Regions from separate parts of the Mus musculus genome. Here regions 1, 2, 3 and 5 are each linked to region 4. A link is a contact called in public promoter capture Hi-C data. All regions are on one chromosome and are shown on one strand. The core of a region is the stretch at or near the end of the contact, and the rest is flanking DNA. Distances in the headings are between cores, read along the strand shown.

Region 1 (2,700 bases), core at 169-2,668, 650 kb after region 4:
GGAGAGAGATCAAGTTAGCCACACTCCTGTAAGTAGCCCCTTGGCCATGCTCCTGTAACTGCCTGCCTGTGTCCCTGTAAGTCATCTCAGGCATCTCACTCACTCACTAGGCTCAGGGGAAATAATTTCTTTGGTTTGCCTTTGGGGTCCTCTCTGGGCTAATTTGATGTTTGTCTCCACAGGAAACATTTATGCAATAGGGAAAGTCCAGACTCAGTTCTTCTATACTCAAGTATGTCTGTGTATGTGTGATACAGTATTCACAAGAAACCACTTGTGATGGTTTGTATATGCTTGGCCCAGGGAGTGGCACTGTTGGGAAGTGTGGCCTTGTTAGAGTAGGTGTGGCCTTGTGGGTGTGGGCTTTAATACTCTGGTCCTAGCTGCCTGGAAGTCAGTATTCTGCTAGCAGTCTTCAGATGAAGATATAGAACTCTCAGCTCTGCCTGCACTATGCTTGACTGGATGTTGCCATGTTCCTGCCTTGAGGATAATGGACTGAACCTCTGAACCTGTAAGCCAGCCCCTGTTGTAGGAAATATTTAAAAAGTTGCAATATTTTGTGTTACACCCAGCTACTAGACTAGCCTCTGTGAGGTAGTCTTCCCAGCTCCGTTTCGTCTGCCTTGGAGCTGCCCTCCTGTACCTTCTCGGCCATCCACCCTCTGTGGTCGGCAGTCTCAAATCCCAGTAACCCAGTAAATCAAAACTCTAGAAGCTTAATCAGTCATATTTATATAACAATAAATTCTCAATTCACAAGATGCCTACACAGTAATTTCAGAGCCAGTTGATAATGATAAAAGCTGCCCACCTACATTAGACAAGCTATCACAACTATTCTATCCTTTTATGATATTCATAACTATCTGTGGCTACTTAAAACCTCAAGGAATCTGGATTGTCTTCCTCTCCCTCCATCTTCCTTCCTCCCCCTTTCCTTCTCCTCTGTCTCTGTCTCTGAAACTCTTCACCCCACCTCCCTTTTCCCTGTCCAATCACAGGCTTCTTGTTGTATTAATATTTAAAGTGATTGGACAGGGAAAATTCTGCTATAAGCCCCAATTAAATGTTGTCATTTATAAGACTTGCCTTGGTCTTGGGGGTCTGTTCACGGCAGTAAAATCATAACTAAGACAACACTATTATATTGTTATATTGCAAGCCAACTGCCTGACTCTGGCTTGATTCGCCCCCAACCCCTGTGCATTTGCTATTCAGCATTGTGTATATTTGCTTAATTTATTTATGGTTTTCTCCCTCATCTAGTCTAAATTTCAGGAGAGCAGGAATTCTGTTCCTAGTGCTGTATCCTTGGTAACAGCACCCATGTTTAGCAAGCCTCTGATAGACACAGAGAATGCGTAAAGCAGTGCTCAGAGGGCAGGTTGTGTGACTATGACTCATGACATTCCAGAGTTTAAGGACTCCCCAGCTTTCTGCATTGGTTTTTACAGCTTACTTGTGACACGCAGCCTTGGGTCACTGACTGTGACCAGTGGGAAAATCCCTACAGGGATTGGCTAGTAAGATGCACAATGCAACTGAATGGAGGAGACTAAGCAAAAATCCCCTTCGGTTAAAGATGGAAGTCAATGCTTCTCCATCACACACACACACACACACACACACACACACCAAAATAAGAGCGACCAACTGGCCACTGAAGGCAGTTGTCAAATAGAGAGCTCTTGATGTACTCTAGCTGTCGCCACTCATATTGCCACACCAATAAATATCGCTAAACCATGTACACACAGCAGGAAATCTGAGAACTAACATTCCCATGAGTGACTCTCCTTTAAGTTCCCGCAGCAGAATCTTCCAGCGTCCACAGTGCTGCGTAACTGAGCATCGTTCAGCCTCATAGGCAGGGACTCTCAGGACATGACTAAGTGACTCTCCATTTTCTGACTTCCTTCAGCTTGGGGCCTCCCTGGGAGCCTCCCTTTCATGTGTAACCATGTCAGATATTTTTAGCACAGCCCTGCATAAATCAGACAAACTGTTTAAAGAGTAATGAAAAGATAAAAACATAATAAAATCTAACTATTCCCACATTCCAAAGACATTATAATTGAGTATGCTAATTTAGAAATACCACATATTCCATCACATTGTATTTTTTTTATCATAACCCTAACGTTTGGATATCTAGAAGGAATGCCTCTCTTGGGCGTTAGCCTTCTGACAGAAATAATGTATCCGATACACGAAACCCTCTGTGTATGGTGCTGTTGAGGAAACCCTCAAAGACATTCCAGGGAGCAGAATGACCTAGGCTATGAATATTGCCAGCTGGTGTATTACTTGCTTTCCTATTTTTGGGTAAAATATTTAAACATTTGTATTTCCTTGTTTCCATCTTTTAAACAGGACCTTTGGCAGGAAGGGGAGGAAGAAGTTCTAGACAACTTTAACTTTTAATTTTATTCTCATTTTCCTTTCATAATGGATAATTTACATTGGTTTTCATCTTGGGAAAATAATCTTCCTATATTAAATATAATGCGTTTTGATTTCAGATAAAGATACTTGTATTTGACAATATTATAAAAATTGTAATAGTGTAGTAGTAACTTAGTCCTTCATGATATAGTTATTATTGTTGCCACTATAACTTTAATTATTTAGATATTTTCATATAATAAATTATATGTATTTATATGTGCACATAATATGAATAAATATGTATATAGT
Region 2 (2,700 bases), core at 199-2,698, 680 kb after region 4:
AAATCACCTTAGACATTCTGTGGAGGGGGGAATTTTTTCTTACTTCAGAGAAGCCAAAGAATGCAAACCTGTCAGGAGAGGCAGGAGAATAAGAAGAGCAGCCAGAAGTCTGAGCAAGGTATACATTCTTGTAGACATTTAAGCTGAACCTTGCCAGCGAGGATCAGTGAGCCAGAGAGAAGATGGGAAATGCCAGGTCAGAGGTGCAAAACTGATGCAAATAGGAAGAGGTTTAGTAAATAGTGTTGTGGTCCAACAATGTCCCACAAAGTGCACAAACACTGACCTCAGTCACACAGGGATTGTTTATTGAATGCACACCCTAAGTCTGACTGATCAGGGCCACAGATCAGAATTTGGGGGCTCAGCTAGGACCCTGAACATTTCTCAGGGCCGGCTTATAAAGGCTAAAACAGCAAAACCCATGGTGAGCCCATATGCAGGTGCAGGAAGTGCTGCCTGGTGGTTAGCACTGACTCAAGCCATTTTAGGCATAACAGTTCATATTGTCCTATGTAAAGCTTTGTGGCATTTCTTACGATTAACAAACCTCATAACAGGATATGTAATCAGCATGACCTTGCACTGAATCAAGTTATTTTTCTGTGTCAATAACTGGTCCACATATTACAACAACAGTATGAAATAGCTGGCAGGCATGGAACAAAATGACTACAGCTATCAGAGGTGGGGGCGAAGGGGCAGGCCTCAAAAATACCTAAGGATCCAAACACAGTGTGGTGTGGCTGAACCACTAAGTCAAGTCAGAGTCAATTTGATTTTCCACCAAAGGCAACACAATGACATGGAGGGACTTTTCCATAGAACAGACCTGGGATCAGATTTAGTCTCCTTATAACCAGACTGACTTCAAAATTACTGTGGACTACTAAGCGTTCTTTCTCCTTTTTCCAGGCATTAGGGTGACATGTGCAGGCCATGTGGTGGAAAACTACTTTAAGGAGCTGCAATTTCAAGGTGGCGGGGGTGGGGGTTTGGGGGTGGGGTGGGGTTGGGGGCTCAGGCCAAGGTGGTGTCAGGCAGGATACCAAAGGATGGAATTAACAGGAGATAAGGTTTTAAAAATGAGCATGAGATGGATTTGGTGACAGAAAACGCACATTTAAGGGTTAGGGCACCCCTGTCCCCCCGCCCCCCCCCCCCCAGTTTGGAGGCTGAACGATGAGTTGACCAAAGGCTGAACCAGGAGAAGACTGGATGAGCTGAGGTCATCACACGGTGTTCTTAGAGATTTGAGCATAGCCAGATGGAAGCTCAGGACTCAGGTGCATGCATGCAGATGCAGGTTCTTGATGGCAGTCGGCACTCTCCCTGTCTTCGATGCCCAGAACACGGCTCCCCATTTCACCTGGTCCTACCCACTCTATCCTCATGAGTAAGTGAACAGAACATTAGTCCAAAGCTACTCATGAGTCACGGTCCTGACTCTGTGCCAGGGCCGCTCTTCCAAGTCAAGGACACGGGGCCAGGCCAAAGTGGCATTGTCACACGCTCAGCCAGAAACCTCTTGGCTTTGGCTTCTGTGACTCAAAAAGTTCACAGGCCAAGAAGGCTAGGGAGATGGCTCAGTAGATAAAGTGCTTCCTGGTTGATTGTAAGCACCTGAGTTTAGGTCCCTAGGCGTGGCAACAGGTATCTGTAGTCTCACTGCTGGGAGGCAGAAATGGAAAGATCTCTCGGGGTTGCAACTACCAGCCTAGCTCCAGGCTCACAGAGAGACTGCCTCAAGAAGTATAGAGAAGATCTGTAACTAAGTGCTTGTATTCTAATGCTAATGGGGTCCCCAAAATAAGTTTGCATGAGAAGGTCTGCATGTAGCTGTGGGAACCTGCCCCCAATTAATTCTGATTAGTAAATAAAGATGACAGCCAATAGCTAGGGAGAAGAGAAAGCTAGGTTTTAGGTTTCCCCAGCTTGGGACCACAATGAGGAGAAGGAAGGGAGAGATGCCAAGCCTAGGATGTGGACAAGAGAGAGGAGCAGAGCTGCCATGTAAGGGGGCCAGAGGACCAGTCCAAAGGGCTGCTCAACTGGGTCAAGATCAGCCAAGATAGAACATAGAAATTTATAAGTAGTAACTCAGAATTATCAATGGGAGGTAGATTCTAATAACAGGGAGGTTAGGTAATTGCCAAGCTATTGTGCTGCTTAAGGCATATTACATGTAAAGGCTGTGTGTGTGTGTGTGTGTGTGTGTGTGTGTGAGAGAGAGAGAGAGAGAGAGAGAGATTTGGAAACATAAACCATTGAGATAGGAAGCAACCCCATGCCAGGATTTATTTATTAAAATATTTATTAAAATTATTTCAACAGAGATCAACTCAGAAAGATACCCTATATCGATCTGTAGCCTCTATGTACACAAACACCTATACACACACACACACACACACACACACACACACACACAAAGCACAAACCTTGGACTCTCTTTTGTTTCTGTCAACATGGTCTGGACTGTCTGTTAGCCATTTTACAGCCTATAACAGCCCATGTAATGCACTTCATAGAGACTTGAACATGACTTGTCTGATGTCCTACCTTCAGGACTCACCCATTGGTGAGCAGAAGATGTCTTTGTCCCTTCTAGAAAAGTGGGCCCTGTGCCAGGCACACACGGTGCAGGATATCTCTAAGCTGTCATCTGTTGTTTGGCAGAAGTGTTTAAGCTCAGTTTTA
Region 3 (2,700 bases), core at 124-2,623, 730 kb after region 4:
TCAAGACAAAACAAAATCAAGTGACATGAAAATTCTGTCAGCCATAAGTTATTTTTAGTGAAAAGGATGCTATTAGAGTTAACGAGATAATTCAGTAGAAGAAAAAAAATTTAAAATTCTAAGTTCCTATATAAATCCTCTTAATATAGAAAACAGAAATTGACAGAGCAATTGAAGGCACACAATCATAATGAAATGTGCATAACTCATACAGATCAAGAACATGAAAAGATTCATAAATGTGCATTCAGGTGATGACAAAGTGGGTCAATTAAGTAGTATGTTGAACTTAGAAGGAATATATTATATTCAAGTACAAATAGTTCACTGCTAAAAATAGTCCACACACTGAGCCATAAAAAATTCAGTACATATGAAAAAATGACAATATATTTTGACCTGTGTTATAAAATTGAAACCAAAATTTATCCCAAATTTCACAAAGACTGGAAATTTAAAAAGTTCATGGGACTGCTCTTTCAGAGGACCTGTGTTCAATTCCTAGCACCCATACCACGGCTCACAACCGTGTCTAACTCCAGTTCCAGGGATCCAACACCCTCTAAAGGCCTCCTTGAGCACTGTGCACACATAGTGCACATACACACATTTAGGCAAAACACCCATGCACATAAAATAAAAGTAAATCTCAAAACTGCAAGGATAAGTGATCCAGTCACACTGGATTGTTCTGCACTGCCCTCTGATTTCTCTGACCTGTTTGTCCATGCTGAGCCTGTGCTGACTGTGTGCTGCCAGGGTCCTTGGCCATGTTTAAAAGTGAATATCGCTAAGACCTAAGACCTGTGGCCTCGGGCAGAGCTACCAAGAGCTTACCCTGTGGGGTAGTTACATGATCATTTTGGTGACTGCTAGTAAAATCCAGCTGTTGTTTGTTTTTGTTTTTTGTCTATTTACTTTTTGTTCTGCATTTTGCTTTTTCTCCCCTGTGAATCAAGACACAAGCAAGGTCAAAGGCAGTCAGTTTGTCTATCCTAGGCTGTTACATAAGAGCTGTAGCCGGAAGGACTCTTTGCTGGCTCACCAACCACAGAGGGGAGTCATTTAGGCTAATGTCATTGAAAGGACAGCGTGGTCTCTAAGACTTGTAGAGTTCTGGAGACAAGCAGGAAACTAAGAAAAGGCATGCTTGCTTCCCCTCCACCCACTGCCCTTTTGTGGGTGAGCTTTGGGTGAATCCACAATGTCCCCAGAGCTCTAGCAGGAGGGATGGCGTTGTGAAGGGGGAGAGTGGCTGGTTCCCAGTATAATTGATGTGGGTTTCCTGCAGCATTCGTTGGTTCAGGGTATCCACTTTCCCTCACATAATCTTCCATTGTTCTCCCTGGTTCCTGTTTGATTTGGCAGGACTGACTGCTGGCTGTGCACTCCAATGCTCCTCATTCCGCTGTGCTAGACTCAGCTGAAATCCTTGCCTCCCCTCAAAGAAGCCAAATGCATCATGAACAGTGACATTTCTGCTAGCCAGGAAAACATAAAGAAATCCCAGTGAAGCAAGAAGGTAGACAAAATTCTTTCCAGCATTTGAACAAAAAGGGTAATTGTTTTTGTTGTTTTTGTTCATCTAAGTTTTATGGAAGTCGATTATCCAACTCTCTGCTGGACTTTCAAACCTCCTTTTCTCTGTCCTACATAATTTAAACACACTATAAATACCCTTAGCTACTCTGAGGGCGGGCCCATATTTGCAAGGCAACCACGGTTTGAGATATTGTTGAATTTGAAAGGCAGCACTTCCTTGTCCGGCACATAAACTCCAATGAAGGTTATGATGAGTGTGCTGGTGGTGGCCACGTTTGACAGCCAGACAAGCAGCTCATTTATTCCAAAAGACTTTGAATCCATGCCCAGAGTCAAATGTAGACTCTTTTTTTAAAACTCAGGAGGCTTGAAATAAGAAAGTTAACTGACTCACAGTGCCCTTCTTGTTAGGGAGTAGGAAGGCTTCAGAATGGAGAGAGGGCTAAAGTGTTTGAACCTGTCCGATGGCTTCTTTATGGGGTTCAGCCATGGTATTTCCTAGCTTGTCTTGTGTGAAAGTCTATATTGCTTGTTGAAGGTTGAAAATATCATCTCTTTATGAAAATCCCCAATCCTGGGAAGAAAATATAGAATGAAAAAATAAAATGGGATATAGGAAGCCTGTGGAATAGGACTTTAAAAACCCCTGTGCATCACTGAATCAGTAAATGAGCTAACAAGAGAGTTTTGTGGCCACCAAGGACCCCCTCCATGTCCCTGCTTCCCTCAATGATAGACATAACCTGTAAGTTGAAGTAAAACCTGTCTTCCCAAGTCACTGTTTGGTCATGGTGTTTATCACAGGAACGGACAGCAAACTGTTAAAAGTGCATGCTATATATTATAAGCCTAGTCAAAAGCTGGAGGCTGGAGAGATCACAGACCTTAGAAGCCATTCATTATTACTGTTTTGCTAAGTAGACGGTCCCATTGCCTCCTAAACACTCATGTTCATATGCATTGATTAGTGATACTCTCACCCTGAATCAGGGTGGCTTATGGCAAATAGGAGGTAGTTAATGCAGAGGCTCACACCTGGTCAAAGTGTCCAGAAGTGTTACAGAAGAACAGGTCAATAAGAACCTAAGAGCCAGAGGCTAGAGATGCCTGCGTTTGAAAAGATGACTTCTGGACAAGACCTGGCTGTTATAGTCATAA
Region 4 (2,700 bases), core at 71-2,570:
CTTCAGTACACTGTACCACAAATACCTTCCTGTTTAAAATCATCATGTCTTTTGTAGTATATACTTTAACTTCCAAACAATTATCTCTCTTTAGCATCCAAATACCAGGTTAACTAAAAACGCAGTCTTTGTGGGGTCTTTTTCTTTTAAGTAGTATAAAAGCAGTTTTCCAATTGAATGTAATAATTTGGAAAAAAAAAAGTTTTGAGTTTTAGTGATGATACAAATTATGCTTAGGGAAAATAATCAGAAAACTTTAAAAATCAAATCATTCATCTTTTCTAGTAGTTTCTCTAACTTGAAAAATACACTTTTTAGGCAGGGTGGTCTATGACTGCAACACTAGCATTTGGCAGGTGTTGAAAGGAGCTCAAGACCAGCCTGGACTACACAGTAAGTTCAAGGTCAGTCTGTATTACCCAAGACCCTGTCAATAAATGTAATTAAAATTACTCTTGACAGGCCGTGGTAGCTCAAACCTGTAATCCTATCAATAGATTTCCAGTCCAGTATGGGTTGGCTACACAAATGGGTTGCAGAGCAGCCTGGTTGGGAGAGACTATGTCTTTTTAAAAAAATCACAACTTCGCTTCTCTTGTCATAGAGGGAGGGGCGTTAAGAAACCAAAAGCGCTCTTTTGGTCACATCTGGCCTGCTCTTGGAATCAAAACCCAAACCCTACAAACGAGAAGAAAGGCGACAAGCCATTAGCAGAGACGAAGGAAGCTCCAACTGCGGAGAAAAGCCAGGTTCCCGGAAAGAGCCCCCACCTCGGCCACATGCTCCCATGTCCTCAATCTAACGTCAAGAGCCAACCAAGCAAGTGCAGCAGGGTGGACCGACGTCGTCAGCGCCCTACCTGCCGGGCCCCCAAGGCCTCCTGACCGGGGGCGGGCTGCCAGGCCAGGGGCGCTCCGGCTTCTCCGTCCCTAAGGAAAACGTCAAGATCCCTTCTAAGAATCCGGGGAGGTCCCGAAGGCTGACAGGCTTCTCTTGGGGCTTCCACGCTCGCAGTGAGGCGAGAGCTGTGTCAAAGCCGGAGGTGCAGGCGCCAGCCGTTCGCTCAGACGAAACCGGAAATACCTCCCTCACCTCCACCGGGACCCATCGCTCTGTAAGCACTTCCACCATCTTCCTCTCCAAGCCCTCCCCCACCCCACTCCACCCCCTCCAAAAAAAAAAAAAAAGAACTTCCGCGAACACACGAACCTCCGGGAAGACGAGAGACCGTCCAAAACGTAGCTATTAAACGGAGCTGGAAAGAGACGCGAGGCTGGAGCAGTTTCATACGCAAGATGGCCGCCACCTCTAGGATTACCCATGCAGCACCGCGGGCTCACGCCCGGCATTATGGGGATTGAAGTCCGGCGTCCCGCAGTCCTCGTTTACCTCAAGGCACCGAAACTCAGTGTTCCAGAGTCCATTGCAAGACTTACAAGCTATTTTGGCCACCAACGTAGACTCAGTCTTGTTCCCCGCCCTGTAGTGGGGGGAAGTTTCTTAAAGAAACATCACCTTTATCTATAAAGGCAGCGACGTCCTCTGGGGTTCACGACTCAAAAAGAACAAGAGTGCTTGGCGCCCCCAGGTGGATGGACGCGCAAGCCTCTGTGGTGAGTGAACAGTTTTCAGGCTTTTCAGGAGACAAAAGAATCAGCCTAGGCTTCAAAGGGGAAAACATTTTGTGTAACAGAACTCAGTTGCTATGGTTTCTCAGAAACACCATTTAGTATAATTTTAAGCTTCTGAACAACTGTGGCAAAATAGAGTGCCTGCACCTCAGAACCCCATAACAGATGACTCTTGGGGAGAAGAAATTATAAAGTATCTTACTTCCAGATATAGGAAAACTGCTATATAAATATGTATTGAATTAAAACTAAATACCAACCAAATGACTAGCTCCAGTTAAAGGTCTTTTTTTTTCTCCTTTCCATTTCTATTAGCCTGTCGTCCTCTCCACCCCTTGTTTCGTTTGGGCCCGCACAAGAAGATCGGCCATCTCAGCATATTTGAATAAGTCTTGTCTCCAACACAATAATGTTTTTTTTTTTTTTTTAAAGATTTATTTATTATTTTAAGTACACTGTAGCTGTCTTCAGACACACCAGAAGAGGGAGTCAGATCTTGTTACGGATGGTTGTGAGCCACCATGTGGTTGCTGGGATTTGAACTCTGGACCTTCGGAAGAGCAGTCGGGTGCTCTTACCCTCTGAGCCATCTCACCAGCCCCCACAATAATGTTTTAATTTATAAGTATAATAGATAAAAAGCACAGTGAAGCCGGGCAGTGGTGGAGCACGCCTTTAGTCCCAGCACTTGGGAGGCAGAGGCAGGCAGATTTCTGAGTTCAAGGCCAGCCTGGTCTACAGAGTGAGTTCCAGGACAGCCAGGGCTACACAGAGAAACCCTGTCTCAAACAAAACAAAACAAACTAAAACAAATCACTATTTTATTTTATGTGAGTGTTTTACCTGAGTGTATATATACATATATATACACCTGAGTGTGTGTGTGTAAATATGTATACACACACACTCTCTCTCTCTCTCTCTCTCTCTCTCTTAAGAGTGTTGTGTAAAAGAGAGAAAACCCATTTACTTTATGAAAAGCAGTGTCCTCGTCCCAGTTCTTACCAGTCCCTATTACTACCCTTCTCTTGTGAAGACTCTGGTGGAGTGTTCTAGAATGTAACACCAA
Region 5 (2,700 bases), core at 77-2,576, 610 kb after region 4:
CTGTAACTCCAGATCCGGATGCTACATACCTGGACCCTATGGATACTTGCACATATATGTATATACATCCACATCCCCTTAGACATATACATATAGTTAAAATAAATCCTAAGGAGTTTAAAAATAAAAATGTAGGCAGATTTTTCTAAATAAGGATATGTAGTTTGTATGTGTGTATACATGTGTATGTCTGTGTCTGTGTATGCATGTGTAGACTTCAGAATGATTGTTTGGAAATTATGATATTTCAAATGAATAATTTTTAGGATAATTCTGGCAGAAACCAGGGGCTTAGGGAATGCTTGGCAAATAATTGTGTATGTGGTGCTGAAAACTTTCAGATCATGGATGTGCATGCTAATATTAAAAATACTTCAACACAATATACTTTATCTTTGATTAACTTGTAGATGCCATGGCACTTTTTCTGAAAAGAAAGGTAATAAGCTAGAAATAAATATTTTATGCTTCATCGTGCCACTAATGAGATAGAACACAGACATGAATTCTAGAATGTGTCCCAATGTGGCTTCGTCTCACAGCGCCACTGCTGTGTGAGGAGCCTAAGGTTACACTTCCTCAGTAATATACAGTTCATTGGATACCAAGCCGTAAAAGCCACACCTATTATTATTCATTTTACATCTTTATAAAGCTAAGACGCACCAAGCTTCTACTTGCTGTATGGATAAAAGAATCAATGTTGGACTCACTCAAAGTTCTTTTTGTTTGTTTGTTTAATGTAGTGTCTTTCTGTAAGTGCTATTAGTAGGACTGACCAGTGCAAGTTCCCCTCGAGTCCTCTCAAGGCATGCCCAAACCTCCATCTTTAAGAGTGAAATAACTGGTGCAAACAATGCTCAGCAGCTCTCAGAAGAGGCTGAAATAGAGGTAAGGATACAGCGCATCACAGGTACTGGGGAAGGCATCTCATTGCTGCACTTCCCAGAAGACAGATGAAGAAAGTGAGGAACCACAGAGCATGCTGTTGTAAGTAGCAAACTCAAAGAGGGCGAAAAACAGGACAAACAAGTCAACGAGGCATCAGGAAAAGAAAGGAAGGTTGCGGGATGTTTGTTTAGTGGTGTGACTCTTTCTCCAGGCTCAGTGTCCTTTAAAGTCTTTTTCTCTGAAAACAAGAGACCAAAAAAGGTGCTCTCCAACAAACAGAATGGATCAAAGTAAAGGTCTCCTTTGCTACGTATGGGGCAGAGTGAGGGACGGAGCAATGTTTTGGGACGGGAGTGTGTTTAGAATGCATGGGTGGTAACTTGGAATCAGCAGTGTTCCGAAGAGAGAATCTCAGATATGCCCCTTAACCTGCAGGCATGACTAAGAATGAGTCACAGTAGCTGAGGGCTGTGACAAGGGGCTGTCACCGGGCCATTTTCAAGCTGAGTTTGCAAACGTCCTCCAGGAAGTGCTGACAACAGACAACAACAACCAAGCAGACCCCTGTACACAATCTTTAAGAATGAGTATCCCTATGGGCATGTAGGAGAGGTGCTGCTTTGGGTGAGTTATGGTGTTTATTTCCTTCTGTGATTCTTATGGTGACCACTCATCTGTACAGGGAGGCATGTGGCCTGCCATGAGGAAGATGGGGCTGCGAGAGCTTGCTGGAGCAAGTTCAGCTTGCTTCCCACTCCCCTCTCCTCTGCCTGACTCCAATGTGTATACATACACACACACACACACACACACACACACACAGAGAGAGAGAGAGAGAGAGAGAGATGTACACACACACACACACACACACACACACACACCTTTCTGGATGAGCCAAGGAACTTTCATCGTATGAATACTGCACAGAATACTGGAGAAGTCTAAGGCCAAAGGACAGGATGCCAAGATCTCTGCTCTAAAAATCAAAGGGTCTGTACTGTCTCTCTTGAAAACTAGTAGATACTTCTGATTCCTATGTCAACACAAGTGTGGCTTCTCCATTACTCAAATATTCCAATCACAAACATGATACGGAACAGATCAGAAACAAGCTTGTTTTTCTCTTCAAATCTTGCATTGTCTGTGACTCAGAAAACATTAATATCGATATCAGATGCTGGGCACTGCCATACAAGGAATTATGCTTCCTCATGTCAGACTCACGGGGTGTATGGGGGGCTGCATGCATGCTACCTGCACACATGAGAAAGTCTGAGTAGGCCCACAGTCTTCAATTCTGTGGTGTGTGTGTGTGTGTGTGTGTGTGTGTGTGTGTGTATGCAAATATTACAAGTGCAAGTGGCTTCAGAGGGCAGAAGTCTCTACAAGATTCCCCTGGAGATGGAGTTACAAGCAGCTGTGAGCCACCTGATGTAGGTGCTGGGAATTGAACATGGGTCCTCTGTAAGAGTAGTAGACACAGTACACTGCATTGTTAATCTCTCTCTCCAGCCCAACCTAGAACAATGTTCTACTGAAAAAAAAATGTTCTAGATCCAAAAGTTATTTTCCTAGTTAAGAGGCACAAATCTTTTTATTTATTTATTTATTTATTTATTTATTTATTTATTTATTTATTTTAGAGAGAGAGTGTTTTCAAAACATAGGGCAGTACTTTCTTTAGAGCTCTGCTCAAATGTTTTCTTAGTCAGGAGGCCTTTTCTGGCTACCTCCAGACCCTCAGCCACAGTCTCTTTCTCCCTTTATTCTTAGTATCTTAATTACAGCTATTCCATGGCTAATCCTGAT

The links. Promoter capture Hi-C pulls out the DNA fragments that hold promoters and counts their contacts.
Region 1: a contact with region 4 is called in a promoter capture Hi-C map of hippocampal neurons, with 4 times the contacts expected there. The contact joins the enhancer-like site here to the promoter of N4bp2l2 in region 4. A contact is called at or near these places in 5 of 39 promoter capture datasets (the 3T3-L1 cell line, 3T3-L1-derived adipocytes, hippocampal neurons and 2 more), 1 of 484 Hi-C or Micro-C datasets (cortical neurons), 3 of 115 datasets of contacts at active chromatin or transcription factors (cardiomyocytes, craniofacial prominence and embryonic midbrain) and 1 of 9 other capture datasets (adipose tissue).
Region 2: a promoter capture Hi-C map of liver shows a contact between it and region 4, with 4 times the contacts expected there. The contact joins the enhancer-like site here to the promoter of N4bp2l2 in region 4. A contact is called at or near these places in 11 of 39 promoter capture datasets (the 3T3-L1 cell line, the HPC-7 cell line, the SN4741 cell line and 6 more) and 4 of 115 datasets of contacts at active chromatin or transcription factors (embryonic basal ganglia, embryonic hindbrain, embryonic limb bud and 1 more).
Region 3: a contact with region 4 is called in a promoter capture Hi-C map of liver, with 4 times the contacts expected there. The contact joins the enhancer-like site here to the promoter of N4bp2l2 in region 4. A contact is called at or near these places in 4 of 39 promoter capture datasets (cranial neural crest, frontonasal cranial neural crest, liver and 1 more), 8 of 115 datasets of contacts at active chromatin or transcription factors (craniofacial prominence, embryonic basal ganglia, embryonic forebrain and 5 more) and 2 of 9 other capture datasets (adipose tissue and pancreatic islet).
Region 5: a promoter capture Hi-C map of trophoblast stem cells shows a contact between it and region 4, with 2.9 times the contacts expected there. The contact joins the enhancer-like site here to the promoter of N4bp2l2 in region 4. A contact is called at or near these places in 10 of 39 promoter capture datasets (the 3T3-L1 cell line, the SN4741 cell line, cranial neural crest and 6 more), 1 of 115 datasets of contacts at active chromatin or transcription factors (forebrain) and 1 of 9 other capture datasets (adipose tissue).

Annotation. Positions count from the first base shown.
Region 1 is chr5:151,314,538-151,317,237 of GRCm38.p6, forward strand. It overlaps a transcript of Stard13 not described here. Among named protein-coding and RNA genes, the nearest start is that of 1700028E10Rik, 53 kb to the right of the region's middle. Within about 2 kb of position 1,419, at least 85 of the 459 cell types and tissues checked have an H3K27ac peak or open chromatin away from gene starts, as enhancers often do. A contact at or near this core is called in cortical neurons, hippocampal neurons and trophoblast stem cells, where this site is marked.
Region 2 is chr5:151,345,368-151,348,067 of GRCm38.p6, forward strand. It overlaps a transcript of Stard13 not described here. Among named protein-coding and RNA genes, the nearest start is that of 1700028E10Rik, 22 kb to the right of the region's middle. Within about 2 kb of position 1,449, at least 40 of the 459 cell types and tissues checked have an H3K27ac peak or open chromatin away from gene starts, as enhancers often do. A contact at or near this core is called in the SN4741 cell line and liver, where this site is marked.
Region 3 is chr5:151,393,123-151,395,822 of GRCm38.p6, forward strand. All of the region lies in intron 2 of 1700028E10Rik (RIKEN cDNA 1700028E10 gene), which reads left to right. It also overlaps a transcript of Stard13 not described here. Among named protein-coding and RNA genes, the nearest start is that of Gm3704, 12 kb to the right of the region's middle. Within about 2 kb of position 1,374, at least 74 of the 459 cell types and tissues checked have an H3K27ac peak or open chromatin away from gene starts, as enhancers often do. A contact at or near this core is called in forebrain and liver, where this site is marked.
Region 4 is chr5:150,664,292-150,666,991 of GRCm38.p6, forward strand. N4bp2l2 (NEDD4 binding protein 2-like 2) reads right to left here and starts at 1,321. Exons shown (of 6, transcript NM_201369.3): 1 at 1,210-1,321.
Region 5 is chr5:151,273,130-151,275,829 of GRCm38.p6, forward strand. It overlaps a transcript of Stard13 not described here. Among named protein-coding and RNA genes, the nearest start is that of 5430435K18Rik, 22 kb to the left of the region's middle. Within about 2 kb of position 1,327, at least 17 of the 459 cell types and tissues checked have an H3K27ac peak or open chromatin away from gene starts, as enhancers often do. A contact at or near this core is called in trophoblast stem cells, where this site is marked.